Linked DNA regions of Mus musculus: regions 1 and 3 are each linked to region 2. Evidence: chromatin contacts called from public capture Hi-C and promoter capture Hi-C data. All regions are on one chromosome and are shown on one strand. The core of a region is the stretch at or near the end of the contact, and the rest is flanking DNA. Distances in the headings are between cores, read along the strand shown.

The links. Promoter capture Hi-C pulls out the DNA fragments that hold promoters and counts their contacts. Capture Hi-C pulls out chosen DNA fragments and counts their contacts.
Region 1: a promoter capture Hi-C map of pre-B cells shows a contact between it and region 2, with 4 times the contacts expected there. The contact joins the promoter of Gdf11 here to the promoter of Atp23 in region 2. A contact is called at or near these places in 2 of 39 promoter capture datasets (cranial neural crest and pre-B cells).
Region 3: a capture Hi-C map of macrophages shows a contact between it and region 2, with 4 times the contacts expected there. The contact joins the promoter of Dgka here to the promoter of Atp23 in region 2. A contact is called at or near these places in 3 of 39 promoter capture datasets (embryonic stem cells and liver), 1 of 484 Hi-C or Micro-C datasets (B cells), 1 of 115 datasets of contacts at active chromatin or transcription factors (embryonic stem cells) and 3 of 9 other capture datasets (adipose tissue, liver and macrophages).

The regions. Positions count from the first base shown.
Region 1 is chr10:128,890,298-128,893,186 of GRCm38.p6, forward strand. Gdf11 (growth differentiation factor 11) reads right to left here and starts at 1,421. Exons shown (of 3, transcript NM_010272.2): 1 at 950-1,421. The coding sequence starts at 1,388.
Region 2 is chr10:126,899,815-126,902,852 of GRCm38.p6, forward strand. Atp23 (ATP23 metallopeptidase and ATP synthase assembly factor homolog) reads right to left here and starts at 1,557. Exons shown (of 6, transcript NM_001159559.1): 1 at 1,288-1,557. The coding sequence starts at 1,474.
Region 3 is chr10:128,742,566-128,745,560 of GRCm38.p6, forward strand. It overlaps Dgka (diacylglycerol kinase, alpha), which reads right to left and starts at 1,511. Exons shown (of 24, transcript NM_016811.3): 1 at 1,231-1,511. It overlaps Gm31504 (predicted gene, 31504), which reads left to right and starts at 2,382. Exons shown (of 2, transcript NR_168573.1): 1 at 2,382-2,630; 2 at 2,776-2,995.

The DNA of each region.
Region 1 (2,889 bases), core at 171-2,670, 2.0 Mb after region 2:
GGGGGGCTTGCCAAACCACTAGGGAATAGAGAAAGCCTGGTTCCCTGGAGTTGGGGGGGGGGGGGACTACAGTCAGTGGGGGAGGGGAAAGGGAGTCACCTGACCCTAGGGAGAGAAGGCAGTGGGGGCGGTAGTATTGGCCTGGATTTTCCAGGCCATAAAATTTCAAAGCCGCTCCTGTCTATCAGAGTGTTCATCCTCCGTTTGGCCAGGGGCTCGGATGCCTGGGTTCTCCCATCCCCCTCATCTAGTTCTTTCTCCCTGGGTCTTCTTTGGCTCCAGCTGTGGGTAGGACAGGGAGTGAGCACGCTAAGATGAGAGTAACCAAATGATACTCGTTAAGTGGCAAGCGCAGTGGAGTTGAGTTATTTGAGCTCTTTCGGTACCAGGAAGGAACAGCTCTTCTAGGTCCTAGGGGATACCCAGTGCGAGATCAGGTGCAGAAAGGAGAGGTGTCAGCTGAGTTGCTGAGACGTACACCGGGTTTGGGTCCTATGCCATGGCCTTAGAGGAACACTTAGTTTTTCCGAAAGCCGGTGGGCGCCTTCCGGAGCACCGGGCAAGGAGTTGATGCTGGTGCCAGAGCAGTGGGAAGATGGCACTGCGGCCCAGCTGAGACTGCACGGGTCACGGAAGCTCCCCACCTAACGCTCCAGAAAAGTCACTGTAGGGTGCCAGTTTCTAGGACTACTTCAACTTGAATCTTTTTCTCACAAGGGATGGAAAGCAATAGCTCACAACCTGCCTGGTTTGGCCCCCCTCCCCCAACGCGCCATCCTCCACCCCCCCACCCTAGAACGGGGCGTGCACTCAACTCCGCTGCCCATCTTCTCCGCTCAAAAAGTTGTGTGGAGTGGCCCGGCTCCCCAATCCGTCAAGTTTTCGCAGAAAGGGCTTCCGGGTCCTTCCCGGACTGCACCGCACCGCGCGCACCCCGCAGCCCACTTACTCTCCTGGGCCATGCTTATGACCGTCTCGGTGGTAGCGTGGTACTCGTCCTCTTCCAAGAAGTCCTCAGGCTGCAGCGCGTCGCCTTGGAAGTCGTGCAGATCCAGGATCTGCTGCAGCGGCGGCGCCTTGGGCAGCAGCTGCTTCACTACCTCCCGGCTGATGTTGGGCGCCTCCTTGAGCCGCAGTTTGCTCAGGATCTGCGACTTGATGCTCTCTAGGCGCAGCTCGCGGCTGTGCTGCCGCCACACGCACACGGGGCAGCCGTCCGGCTCCGGCGGAGCGGACGGGGCCGGCCGGCTCGAGCGCTCCCCCCCGACCCCGGCCGCCGCCGCCGCTGCCGCCGCCGCCGCCGCGGGGCCCTCGGCCGCCTCCCCCCGGGGCCGCAGCTCCAGGGCGAGGAGCAGGAAGCCCAGCAGCAGCGGGGCCGCGAGCACCATGCTGCAGGGGAGGGGAGGACTGGGGGGCGGGGACGCCGGAGTCCCGCGGGGAGGGGGCGGAGGGAAGAGGGAGGAGGAGGGGGTCCGGGCGGCGCGGGATTGGGGGCTGCCCGGCCGAGGGGGGGCCGGGGGCCGGGGGCGGCGGGCGCACGGGCGGGGCGGGCGGGCGGCCGGGGCGGGCAGCTGGGGGGGCCCAAGCCCGGGCCGGGCCCTTTATAGCCCCGGCCCCCGTGTCGTCAGCGGCCGCGATTGGCTGCGGAGCCAACAAAAGAGGTAGCGCTGTCATCCGAGGCGAGAGAGGGAGCCGGAGAGAACCGAGGAAAAGAGAGAGAGAGAGAGAGAGAGAGAGAGAGAGAGAGAGAGAGAGAACACGAGCGAGCACGGGTCCAGAGAAAGATGAAGAGACCGAAAGATGAGGGGGAGGGGGGGAGAGGCCGTGAGGGACCGAGTCAGAGAGATCGGGGACAGACGGAGCGGTGGGTAGGGGTTGGGGGTGGGGGAAGAGGCAGATCCAAAGATACCCAGATAGGAAGGGAAGAGGGAGAGACAAAAGAGAGAAAAGAAGTCACAGAAGGGAGAGACTTAGCTAGAGAGCAAGAGCGAAGACTGAAGACGACCAGAAAAACTAGTGGGACAGTTAAGAGTGGAGAGAGTCAAAGACAAAGGTAGAGCGCAAAGAGGGGTGGCTAACCGAATTCTACGGAGTCGAACAGGAGAGAGCAGGAGAGGTGGGCAAGAGAACGGATGGGTCAGAGGGAGCTGATGGTACCCTGCGCAAGAGGGAGAGGCAGAGACAGGGGATACCTTGGAGGTAGCAACCCCTGAGGAGGCAGGTGCAGAGAAAAGACCAGGGGAGGAAGTAACACACACAAGTCAGCCTTGGTTGGAGCGCAAAGAGACACCCAAGGGGAAGAGGTGGAGATGTGAAGAATAGCCTCAGCTACCAGAGGTAGCCCAGGATGTTTAAAGAACCCATAAAATGGAACATCAGGCTGATTTATCACAGGGATGAAGGCGGTCAGGAGAGGAAGAGGCCAGGGACAAGCTGAGAAGTTGACAAGTACTGAGCCCGGAAGAAAACTATCTAGGAGGCCTGTGATCTTGAGATTGAGGTTTAATAGAACAAAGAGAGTGATCGTGATCGGGCTGGAAAGGGTGGGAGCCATGAGGGGAAGAGCCAGATGAGGGATGAGGTAGGGCTTGAAAGTGGTGCTTGGCGAGGAATCTGGACCCTCTCTCTGGGTTCCTAGCTACGTCTTTGTGTTTGTAAGGTCTTACATGTCTGAGAAAGCTTGAAGTTTTAGGCGTAAGGGTAAGAGCAGGGTCTATACTCAGATGTCTAATGTGGAGATAGCAAACCCCAAGGGGAGCCACTCTGGAATGGGACCAGCCATGGTCTTCAGGTGTGGTCCTAAGCGCAGCCAGACAGCTCAGTACACGAGGAAGACAGTGTACAGGTGTGCTCAGCCACTACTGCTGGTTCCCTCTTCCCAGGTCTCTG
Region 2 (3,038 bases), core at 307-2,806:
CGCCCCCATGTATCTTTATACCGAAAGTTGGTTTTGCTAAAGTGACTAAACGCTTCGCATTAGGGCCCGTGTTAGGAGAACATGGGCATCCTGGGCCACGGTTAGAAAAACAAACCAGCATAGAACCTAGACTGGAGGAAGGCAGCGCCTACACTGCTCTCTGTGGTAGCACCATGCCTCGCTCTGAGTACCACAGCCCAATGGGACCTGCCCACCAAAGTTCTTCAATGAGGGTTAGCAAGCAGAAATGTGTGAGTCTATGGCCAGTAAGAGAGAAGAACGGTGGCTTAGGGATTGAGCCCAGTGGTAGGGCCTTGCCTGGTAAGCACAAGGTCTTAGGTTCAGTTCTCACCTCTGAGGAGGGAGAGGAAAGGAGGGAGGGAGGAAGGGAGCTAAAAAGATGGCTCAGTGGTTAGTAGCACTTGTTGCTCTCGCTGAGAACCCAGGGTGAGTTCCCCAGCACCTGCATAGTAGCTCACAGTCCTGGACACCAGGAATGCAGAGAGTGCGCAGACACACATGCAGGCGAGACAATCACACACAAAAATAAAGAAATCAAAAAAAAAAAAGCTTTAAAAAGAAGACAGTAAAATCTTTGATCAGTTGATGATTGAATTATGACCAATTCTGCTATAAAATAGTAACTATTTGGAGGGTCGAATACATTTAAATCTTACTTTCCTAAATAAATCTGAGGTAGACAGGCAATCTGCAGATGCAGAGGAGCAAGGCAGTGTCCCGGGACTGGAGATAAATTGCTCAGTGGGAGCCAGTGTGCCTGGGTGACCCGCGGCAATAATAAACCTCTTAGATGTCACAGGCTTCTTAGAGACTATGATGAAGCTAGGAACTCTCCCTAGAAAAATGCACTTAGGTGCATAAACACGAGGGTTTTCAAAAGTTCCTATTCTAGCATTCTCCACAGTTCCTACTGCAGTGACTGAAGGTTAAAGAATCGCCCACCCCACCCCCACCCCAGGGAAGGGGTGCATAGCCAGAAGTAGAGCTGCCTTATTAATGAATGGAGCTCTTTCCAGCTCTCACCTGCACCCTAGAGCCCGTGCCGCTGCAAAACTTACATAAGAAACTGGTGAGTGTGACCCAGGAGGGCAGACTCCCAGCCCAGGCCTTCAGAAGCGCGAGTGGGGCGGAGGCCCACGCCCCCTCCCGCCCACGCAGCCCTAGGGCTGCAGTGCAGTCCGGGATCAGTGGGGGCACGTCCGGGCCCTTCCTCACCCCCCGGGTCCTGTGCCACCCCGACCCCAGCCTCCAGGTCGCGGCTCTTACTGGTATCCAGCGTCTTCTGGAGCATGAGCGGACAACTCTGGTCCCGGGTGAAGAGGCTGGAGAGGAAGCCCTGCTGGGGCTTCCCGTGGGCCGGCGGCTCAGGCGAGCCCTGGCCAGAGTCGGGTCGCTGCAGCAGTGGCTCGCCAGCCGCAGGGCCGAGCTCGCCGCCGCCCGGAGCTCCTGCCATGAGGCCCGCAAGCCTCCTCCTGCCCGCTCGACCTAGGACAGCCGCTTCCGCCGCCGGCGCACGCTCCGCGGGCCAGCACGAAGGAGACGCGGCGTGCAGCTCGTGGGCGGGGCTTGGTAGGCGTGGTCGGTGGGCGGGGCTGATGGGCGGTGCCTCGCGACCGCCGATGCTGGCCACTATATTGCCTTCTGCACCTCAACCATCCTCCCACTCCCTCACCTGCTGTTTCTCTTATTCCCGCTACCCACTCACACCGAATTAAAGGCAGTGTTTTCAGAAACGCTTGGATATTTCAAAGACTGGTTGGTCTCATCAAAATGTGGCTCCTGGGGACCCATTCATCAACCCTCCTCTTGCTCAGAAATAAGATACACACATCTTGGGTCTGGAGAGATGGCTCAGTGGATAAGAGCACTGACTGCTCGTCCAAAGGTCATGAGTTCAATTCCCAGTAACCACATGGTGGCTCACAACCATCTGTAATGGGATCTGATGCCCTCTTGTGTGTCTGGAAACAGCTACAGTGTACTCATATAATAAAATAAATCTTTTAAAAAGAAGGGGGTGGTTGGAAAGATGGCTCAGCGGTTAAGAACACTGACTGCTCTTCCGAAGGTCCTGAGTTCAAATCCCAGCACCCACATCGTGACTCACAACCATCTGTAATTTGACACCCTCTTCTGGTGTTTATGAAGACAGCTACAATGTATTTATATATAAATCTTAAAAAAAAAAAAAAAAGGCTTTTTCCTCAGTTCCCATAATCAGAGTCCACCAGCACACTTACTCAAAATTAATGTTGCCAGATCTGCAGTTTAAGGCACTTTGTCCGTGTTAGTGCTCTCATGACAGACTTCCAGCTTTTACGTAGTGTGTGTGTGTGTGTGTGTGTGTTTCTTTCCTCACTAAATTATTCAGCTCAGCTCACACTGCTAAACACCTGCTCCCACGGGCCAGGCAGGATGGTAGAGTTGGAGAAAACGAGGACAAATGTCCAAGAAAAATAGGCATGCAATGCCTTGTGAACAGCACTTAGGGGTCACGGTGCTCCGTAAACAAGAGTTGAATGGGAAGCAGAAGGCATCACTCGCTTGGAATATTATACAAATATGAGCGCCTGCACTTACAGACTAATAAAGCCATAAGCCAAAGATTAGATTCTTTTTATCAAGGTCCACATATGTACATTATTACCAGTCCTCATGACAACCTTGCAAAATAGTATCAACCCTAATTTGCAGATAGAACTTGCCCAGCTACAGAAGAAGGCTGAAGGTGTTACTCAGTTGAGAGAGCGCTTGCCTGATTGATACACATGAAGTGCTGGGTTCTACGCCCAGCACCACACAAGCAGACAGTGGCAACATGTGCCTGTAACAACAGCCCTGGGGAGGTAAAGACAGGAGGATCAAAGATTCAGTGTGATCCTAAGCTACATAGCAAGGTCAAGGCCAGGCTGGGTGACACAAGACCACTTTCACATCAGACATGGAGATGCAGAGTTTAGAGTTTGCCCAGCTGATTTCCTGTCTTGGTTTGGGGATTACAGTTAAGTGATTAGATG
Region 3 (2,995 bases), core at 261-2,760, 1.8 Mb after region 2:
CTGGAAACTATAGAGTTAGGAACATCTGTGGGTTGGGACCCTGGACATAGGGGTTTCTAGGGATCTAGTCAGATGCCCTGACTTCTGTCAGAGAGTATAAATTGGCTGCCCCTGGACCTGACCGAGAGCAAACTACAGGATCCTGGGATCTTAAAGACCTGGAACAAGTCCAAAGTCTTCTAGCTTCATCCCAACCCTGAGGCTATAACCTGGGCTAGTCCAGACAGATGCAGGGCTGGAAGGGTGGTGTCTGTAGTCCTACCCCCAGCTATTTGTGACTCACGCTCCCCCTCCCCCCAACCCCACCCCGGGTTTCCCTCACCTCTACCAACTTAGGGTGAGACCAGAGAAACTGACTTGGAGGGGAGGGAAAGAATCCTACAACATTCTGGGCTTAGGATCCCAGTCAAGACTCTTAGACAACCTGTTCAAATTACGTCCACCAAATCTTGGCGCCTCTCCTTCTTCAGATCTAACTTTAAACACTGAATACTAAAATTGCAGCTATCAAAGAGATAAGGTTTCCACTAACACTTAACGTTTCCTTTCACTTCATTACCCGCTTTCAAATTCATCATTACTCAAGAATTAGCGTGTTTCTAGGACGTTCAGGATGCCCCAGCAAGAGACTTCACAGAGCAGGTACTCCTAGCTTTAGAACCAAGCCTAATGAGCTGGACTAACCACATCAGGCATCCCTTTTTCCCAGGGTTGAGGGTCCGTTCTTTCCTTCCCATCCCTGCTACTAGTCAGAGAGGTTGTTTTTTGTTTTGTTTTTGTCTTGAAGCATCAGAATTCATTAAATCGCCATAAACATCAGGGATAATTGTGTTGCCTGGATAAGGGGGTGGCACACTATGTTCCTGTACGGAGGGTGTCGTAGCTACTAGTACAGGAGGAAGTTACGATGTTGGCATAGTTGGGGGATGTGGGCTTGTATTTTTTGAGGCTGTAGAGATGACCAATAATATTTACTTTTCTGCCTCGGTAGTCAGGTTCATTTCTTATTTAAATCTGAAAAGTGGCTTCCCACCCAGTTTTTCCAGAAAACTCCCCGTGACAGGTGTGGAAAGGATCGGAGGCCAAAGAAGAACCCTTCTTCACCCGTGTGGCACCTTGGGTTTTCAAAAGGCACCTTTCTTCCGAGTTCCCAGGAGCTGAGCTTCCCAGCTCTCCGAGTGAGCAAGAGGGATAAGGGTGGAGGAAAGGTCTGGGGGAAACGCAGCTTACCCCGGTCTTGCGTCTTGCGCAGCGCTACGGCAGTCCCGGAGTCCCAGCGCAAACCCTTCCAGCAGCAGCTTCCAGCTGTCAACGCTTCCTTCTCTGGACGCCGCAGCCCTCACCCAGTCGGTGGGGCGGCCCCTTCCGCTGCCCTTTTGGCCGGGTGCGAGAGTGTGCGAGTGGCACGGGGCTCGCGGGGGCTCTACCTTGACCCAAGAGAGCGCACGGTCAGAGCAGGGGCGCCGGAGCCCGAGCTGGACAGGAGGGGACGGGTTAGGAAGACGCGGCCGCTGCGGGGCCGCCCAGCTCCTGACGACACACTGCCCGCCCCCGACCCAGCCTGCCCTCCTGCCGCGCCCAAGCCCACCGCTGTTGCCAGCTTTCCAACACAATCTGCTCCGGGCCTTCAGAGTATCTCCAGGGCTCTGGTTTGTGCCACTTTCTCCACTCCTACGCTTCTGTCTTCCCATGCCTGGGGCAGCTCTACTTCTATCTTTCTTTTCTAATTAGTCAAAGCCTCTCCCATCATCCCTTCCCAGGAAAGCCAAGGTAGGGGTCAGGGTGCTGATTGGAACCACCCAGCGACTGGTCAGCAATTGGCCGGCCCTCCAATCTCCAAATCATCACTTTGGACGCGCCTGCCCAAGTCAATGATTCCACATTCAGGAGAACCCAGAGAGGCAAGGCCAGAGTTCCACAATTCACACACAACCCTAGACCTAGGTGCATTTCCTTCTCCACATGGCTTCACATTGCTTGACCCTGCCTGAGATAATTGCCCACCTCTCCTCCGAGTTCCTCAGCTCCGCCTCGGACTTGTCTATGCACAGCCTTTTCTCTCAAAATCCATATCCTTTCCTTAAGACTAGGGTGGAGATTTAGGTGCATAAAACAACGTTTGACTGTGTTCACCTTTTCTTCATACCCAACCCTAGCACTTTACCCTCTGGCCTTGGCAGATGGCACAGAAGTCGTTGGGCAAAGGTAGAGTCTGAAGGCAGAGCCTTTCAGTTCCTCCTACCTGTTATTGGAGCTGTCAGGACTCTTGAAGCAGCATGGTTGGTGTGAGGCTGAACGGAAAGGAGACCAATGAGTGGGGATTTACTGGTAGGGACTGGGGACCCAGGCATCCTGCATCCCCCGCCCCGCCCCAAACCCACGACTAACTCCCTCCTACCCTTCTCTGAAGTAGGAGCAGCACAACAAAGCCTTGTGTTCTTGGAATTGTATCCTCTTACAGCTGGGAATAGAAAGGAGTGGGAGAGCAGACTGCTTGTTGGAAATGTGTGTATATATTCGGGTCCAGTGAGGGTCAGAGAGAGAGAGAGAAGAAAAAAAAAGAAGAGAAAGGAAAAGAAAAGAAAAAAAAAAAACCGAAAGAAACAAAAGGCCCTCTAGTGGAAACAGAAGTAAGTAGTCTTCAAGTATTTGGAGACAAAGCTGTTGAAGCAACTCTCTAGAGTAGTGGGGTTTGCTGCTGCTGTTGTTATTTAAACTTTAGATTCAGATCGGGAGTCGGAGAGTGACCTGTCTCTGTTCTGCTGTCCTTTTCAGGTTTGTTCTGGTTTGCTTGCATCCTGACCCTTCACTGCTTTGTTTTTGTTTTCATTTTTCCTCTTCCTCCTCCATCACTGTCACCACCATGCTGCAGATGAGCTTCAGTGCCTGGAACGTGCTTCTCCGGTGCTGCACCACGGATCTATACCGCTACCCCACACCCTTCTTCTTAACAGTATATGCGTCACCGTTAGCAAAGTCTATCTCCCCTTCCTAC